2 separate regions of the Macaca mulatta genome follow, and region 2 is linked to region 1. A link is a contact called in public Hi-C data. All regions are on one chromosome and are shown on one strand. The core of a region is the stretch at or near the end of the contact, and the rest is flanking DNA. Distances in the headings are between cores, read along the strand shown.

What was found. A called contact is a pair of places that touch in the nucleus more often than the background predicts.
Region 2: a Hi-C map of CD4 T cells shows a contact between it and region 1, with 4 times the contacts expected there. The contact joins two enhancer-like sites. A contact is called at or near these places in 4 of 14 Hi-C or Micro-C datasets (CD4 T cells, blood, cortical neurons and 1 more).

The regions. Positions count from the first base shown.
Region 1 is chr3:78,145,674-78,148,649 of T2T-MMU8v2.0, forward strand. The region is part of intron 3 of IKZF1 (IKAROS family zinc finger 1); the gene reads right to left. Among named protein-coding and RNA genes, the nearest start is that of IKZF1, 56 kb to the right of the region's middle. Within about 2 kb of position 1,403, at least 6 of the 40 cell types and tissues checked have an H3K27ac peak or open chromatin away from gene starts, as enhancers often do. A contact at or near this core is called in CD4 T cells and blood, where this site is marked.
Region 2 is chr3:78,304,578-78,307,553 of T2T-MMU8v2.0, forward strand. No RefSeq gene overlaps it. Among named protein-coding and RNA genes, the nearest start is that of IKZF1, 100 kb to the left of the region's middle. Within about 2 kb of position 1,379, at least 7 of the 40 cell types and tissues checked have an H3K27ac peak or open chromatin away from gene starts, as enhancers often do. A contact at or near this core is called in CD4 T cells and blood, where this site is marked.

The sequences.
Region 1 (2,976 bases), core at 153-2,652:
TATGTTTTATTAACACAATTTTAATTGTTCACTAATTAAGATAGAAAAAGCTCCAATCAATACACCTATGGCTTATAAAGGGAGAAAGGGGTACTTCTAAAGAGTACAAGAAAGAAAACAGCAGGTTCAAAATGATGGTTCTTTTATGGGATTAGCTTTTTTTATTTTTTTTTTTATTTTTTGAGATGGAGTCTTGCTCTGTTGCCAGGCTGGAGTGCAGTGGCGTGATCTTGGCTCAGCGCAACCTCCTCCTCCTGGGTTCAAGTGATTCTCCTGCCTCAGCCTCCAGGGTAGCTGGGACTACAGGCGTGTGCCACCATGCCCAGCTAATTTTTGTATTTTTAGTAGAGATGGGGTTTCACCATGTTGGTCAGGATGGTCTTGATCTCTTGACCTCATGATCTGCCCACCTTGGCCTCCCAAAGTGCTGGGATTATAGGTGTGAGCCACTGTGCCTGGCCGGGATTAGCTTTTAAGTGATTATTTTGGTGCCATGTGCAATCTTCCTGGATCCTGAGGTTGGAGCATTTCCTCAGCCCCCCTGCTAGGCCTGTTTCATGTCAGCCGACTTCCGGGTCCAGGATCTCCATATAACAATTTAGAGGAAAACATTCAATGGATTGAAGAACAGGCTTAGGGATATTTTCCCAATGTTGTATCCTTCTTGCTTACTCTTTTTTGGAAGAAATACTACTTTTTTGTAAAAATGATATTTGCTTATTCTAAAGATACTGACTAGACAGAAGCACTATGATGGCACCTCTAGAAATTACCTCCAAGTTTTATAATTTAAGGAGAATCATGTGCAAAGAAGAAAATGGAAAAATGATAATGAGAACGGAGTAAGAAAGCTTGGTTTATGCTTTAAAAGGAGAAGGGAAAGGGATATTCAGGCAATCAAGAAAGGCTGAAGAAAATTAAGAGGGCTGGAGGAACAATGATTAGATAGGAAAGCTCTTGTCAGGGATCGTGGCAGGGGTGAAGAGTGTGAGGTCCTCAACATAAGTGAAAAATGAAATTTTATTTTGTGATTCCAAATTTTATTCTAATAAGGGAGATTTGTACTGGATCACATGGGCCAAAATGATAAGGAAGGGAAATTCTACAAAACAACTGGGCTGCCCACAAGAGTGTGGGCCATGCAGTGGGCAGGAGGGGCTCACGGTGTGTGCGTGGAGAGCCACCTTTGCATATCAAGGCCTTGTGAGGACATGTGGGGGCAGCACTGGGCAGAGCCACATGGTGACGGATGGCTGTGTTCCCTGCAACATGGAGAAGAGAGGCAAGCAGGCAATGCGGAAGGGACCTGGGGCTGCGGAGCTCGGCAGTCGTCAGAGTGTCTGCAGCGTGGGCCACAAGGCGAGAGCCTTTGATCAACTGTTTAGCATGTGCTCTAGCTGATGTAACTGCACACGTGTTTCAGATGTGGTTTTCCCGGTAGCACACTCTTACAGAAGCAACAGGTTAAACTGTTGCTGCCGGTGTAAAAGGGAGTTCGGCAAAGTGAAGGACTAAAGACTGAAGGAAATGTTTTGACTGTTAAGCTGGACTTGGCTTCCTGAAATGGGGTTATTGTATGTGCATTTCACACGTTCTTGAGGTGTAGGACATATCACTTCTGACTTCAAATGAGAACAAACATGCAAAGAAAGGGCTGAGGAGTTTAAATCCACTTCTGTGGCCTTTGTCCTCCGATGCGATCAACTGAAGAGAACTCCGGAGGCAGCGCTCGGCTCCTCCCCAGGCTCTGCAGACAGACATGGCCATTCCCTCTCATCCCCAGGGCTGACAGGGTGTCAGCCCCAAAGATTCCAGAAGCCCAGGCCCTGCTTCAGGGAGGCCAGAGATAAGTAATCTCCCCCAGGACACACAGAGGGTGGATCCTCTGCCGTCCCTCCCTTCCAGAAGCCCAACGGGTCCCTGTCAGAATTCCAAGCAGAAGGTGACTCAGCACAGAGGAGGAGGGACGGGAAGAACAACTCAGCCGCCCTCTTGATCCCGCGGCTCTCGGCCATGGGTACAGTCCTGCACACTTTGTGTCTTTAAGTGGTCGCTAATCTTTAAGGAAGGGGTATTTGTGTAGTAATCTTGCTGAGAAATCCTGGGGAGCCAGCCAGCCTCCGGTGACCTGACCCCACTACAGGTGGAGGTCAAGTCTTCAGTCCCGCCTTGGCAGTTTCTTCCGCCTTCCTCCCAGAAAATGGATTTGTCAGGCACGAGCTCAAGCCATGAGCCTGGTGATGGTAAAGATCAGAGTGCAGGCAATCTGGCCATAACTGTAGCTGAACTGGCTGTCTGCAGAGGAAAGCAAGGGGCTGAGGAGCGTGGATTGGGGTGGGTGCATCTGGTCTGGTGCACTGGTGCACACACATGTGTACATGAGTGATCACGTGTGCATGTGTGTGTGTGTGCACATGTGTATGCACATGTGCAAATGACACACAGAGATCGCCCTTTCTACACATATATTTAAAAAGGCAGCTCAGTAAAGTTGACTCAGAAGTAGAGTCCATTATTTACAGTGACTTTTCCATGCAGAAGGACAGCAGCGCAGCCAAATAGGCAGCAGTCTCCACTGTTCTTAATGCCAGGTCAGCCCCTCCTCACTCTGCACACATTCCCCCGCCTGCCAGCTCTATGGGCAGAAGGCCGCAGGAGTCAGATCTGGTCTCTACAAGACTCAGAAGTCAGGATGAAATTCGTGTTTCCTCCATTTCTTAACTAAGAAGCACCCTTGTAGGGATTTCTGAGCAAGGAATTGTGACTTGTGGCAGAATTTATTTTATTTTATTTTATTTTATTTTTTGAGATAGGATCTTGTTCTGTGGCCCAGGCTGCAGTGCAGTGGCTCGATCACAGTTCACTACAATCTTGACCTCTTGGGTTCAAGCAACCCTCCTGCCTCGGCCTCCCGAGTACCTGGGATTACAGGAATATGCCACCATGCCCAGCTAATTTTTGTATTTTTTTTGTAGA
Region 2 (2,976 bases), core at 129-2,628, 160 kb after region 1:
CGCCTCTCCATCTCCTCCCTGCCTTTCCCTCGGCCTGGAACGGCCACTCCTTTCCCCCAGGTCTTGCTCAAATGTCACTTCCTCAAAGAGGCCTTCCCTGCCCACACCCGCTGGCCTGCGCCACTCAGCTGGAGTAAGTCTCTTGCCAGCGCCAGTGGGAAAGAAAATATCCGCATTCAGGTTTTGTCTTTGCTGCTGTTTCTGGTCAACTTCCTCTCATTGGAAGCAACATTCCCTGAGGGGAGTTGGTTGTAGCCTCCCCAGTTTCAGCCCCAGTGCTGCAGCGATGCCAGCCTTGGAGTGACCACAGGGTCAGCCCAGAATGAATGAGTTTGAGCTGAACAACCTCATACCTGCTTTTCCTAACCCCTCCTCTTTAAGCTCCTTGATGGAAATCTTTGCTGGTTACATCTCCTTGCATCTATCTCTGCCTGCTCCAGCACCTTCCTCTTCCCCTGCCACCCTCCCGGGAGCATGAGCTCCCCATACGCTGTGCACCCCAGGGTGTTTCTGCCCAGGGACAGGCTAATGTGCAATGAGGGCTGCGGCCTAACATGGACGAGAAGGCCTTGGGTCCTGGTGCCAGAGCACTCACCTCTCCCTCCTTCTTTGGCATCGTGGCCTTCCCCATGGAGGTCCCATCATCTGCCGCTGCTGCTTTGCCTTAGAAAACTCAGGGACACTCACTGACTGCCCCTGCTCCGTGCCCCTCATGCGTCCATACCACGTGGCAGCTTACAGGGTACCCACTCCACGCGGGAGCTTAGGCAGATCCTAATGGGACAGAGAAACAAAAGGAAAAGCCTGTTTCCAGCAGCATTCCAGGGGGTTCCTCTCCTAATCCAGGGGACAGAGGAGCTCACCAGTGATACTGGTGTGAGGGGAGAGGTGTGGCGATAGAGGGTGCTGTGGGAGTTCCAGAGGACCCCATCGACCTGGTGGGGGCTGGGGTGGGTAGCCTAAAGTCGATTCCTTCCCAGATTCACCTGGCCCAGCTCCTCCATCCCAGGAGGGACGCCCTGGCTTCCTTCTTTTGATCCCCCATTCTCCCCCAGCCCGGCCAAACCCTGTGCAATGTGATGAGTTGCTCCGTGTTTAGGGAAGCGAGTCATCACAGGTCCAGCACCCTTCACAAGCTGCCCCATGTTTCTTTTTAGTGTCACCCCACCCCCAATTTTGCACACACTATACACACTGAAACCTCAGTTGACTTCCGTGGCCAGCTATGCAGGGTCTTGTTGGCCAGGCTGCTCCTCTGCCTGGAATAACCTCATCTTCCTCCCTGGCAGGCAAGTGTGAGTCACACAGGGCTTCAAAACATACTAAAATGTCACCTCCTCTTTGAACTCACCTGCCCCTCTTCCTGGCTTGCCCTCCCCCATCCACAGCCGATGCTGTCTCCCTTTGAACTCCTGTCAACTGGGTAAGACTTCGGTGCTGGCATTGCCTAGGTACGTCGTAATAAACAAGTGCTTATTCACAATAGCAAAACCAACCTGGAGCCCATCAACAGTGGCCTAGATAAGGAAACATAATACATATACACCGTGGAATACTACACAGCTGTAAAAATGAAATCATGTCCTTTGCAGCAACATGGATGCAGCTGGAGGCCATTATCCTGAGTGAATTAACACAGGAGCAGAAAACCAAATACTACATGTTTTCACTTGTAAGAGGGAGCTGAACATTGGGTACACATGAACATAAAGATGGCAGCAACAGACATGGAGGATACTAGAAAGGGAGGGAGGGAGGGGGAAAGACTGAAAAACTACCTATAGGGTACAATGCTCACTACCCAGCCGATGGGATCAATTGTACCCCAAACCTCAGGTCATGCAATATATGCACACAACAAACCTGCACATGTACCTCCTGAATATAAAATAAAAGTTGAAGTGAAAGATAGAAAGAAAAAAGAAACAAAGAAAGAAAAAGAGAGAAGGAAGAAAGCGAGAGAGAGAGAAAGAAAGAAAGAAAGAAAGAAAGAAAGAAAGAAAGAAAGAAAGAAAGAAAGAAAGAAAAGAAAGAGAAAGAAAGAAAGAAAGAAAGAAAAGAAGGAAAGGAAGAAAGAGAGACGGAAGGAAGCAAGAGAGAGAGAGAAAGAAAGAGAAAGAAAGAAAGAAAGAAAGAAAGAAAGAAAGAAAGAAAGAAAGAAAGAAAGAAAGAAAGAAAGAACAAGTGCTCCGTGAGTTCCAGGAAGGCAGGAGCTGATTTCATTCCCTGCAAATCCCTGTGCCTGGCTCAGTGCCAGCACACAGTGGGTGCTCAAAACATACGGCCTGATGGAAGAAGATAATATGCTTCCATCACTTCAATTGTGAAGTCCTTTAAGATAGCAATGTGATAGACTTGACCTCTGTAGAAAGCAAAGCCACGCTGAATAGAATCAGCTGATTTTTTTCTTTTTTAAACGTCTGGCGAATGATTTCATGGGATCTGGCTTCAGTTTCCTCCCCCAGATCGTGATGCGGAATTCTATCTGTGGGCTCCACATTGGTTGATTCAAGGACCTAGTCAGTACTGCCACCTGGTGGCCGTTTACCCCATTTGCAGACTGGGCTCTTAAAAACACCCGCACAGTAATTCTGCAATCATTATTTATTTATTTTGGTAAAATTCCCATTTTTCCCCCACTCACAGGGAAAGAAGAAATAGTTTTTAGTGTGAGAGGGAGAGGATTTCCTCACCATTATTTCCCTCCTAAAATCCCACCCCCACCCAGACCTGCACAGTCCATAAGGAGAGCCCATGAAGAGTGGCCTGGCCTTGGTGGAAACCCACAGCACCCTCTGGCTGTCTGCACTTACGCATCTCCGCATCTCCGAGCAGAGCAGAGATCGCCTTGTCAGACCTCCCGCAGCGACGTAAGCCTCAACTCCAAGGTCAGGAGCAGCTCCGGCTGGGGGGGGCCAGCGACCTGTTCTGTGCTCTGCTCCAGGCCCCTAAATGCAGCATTTGATTTCTCTTAGG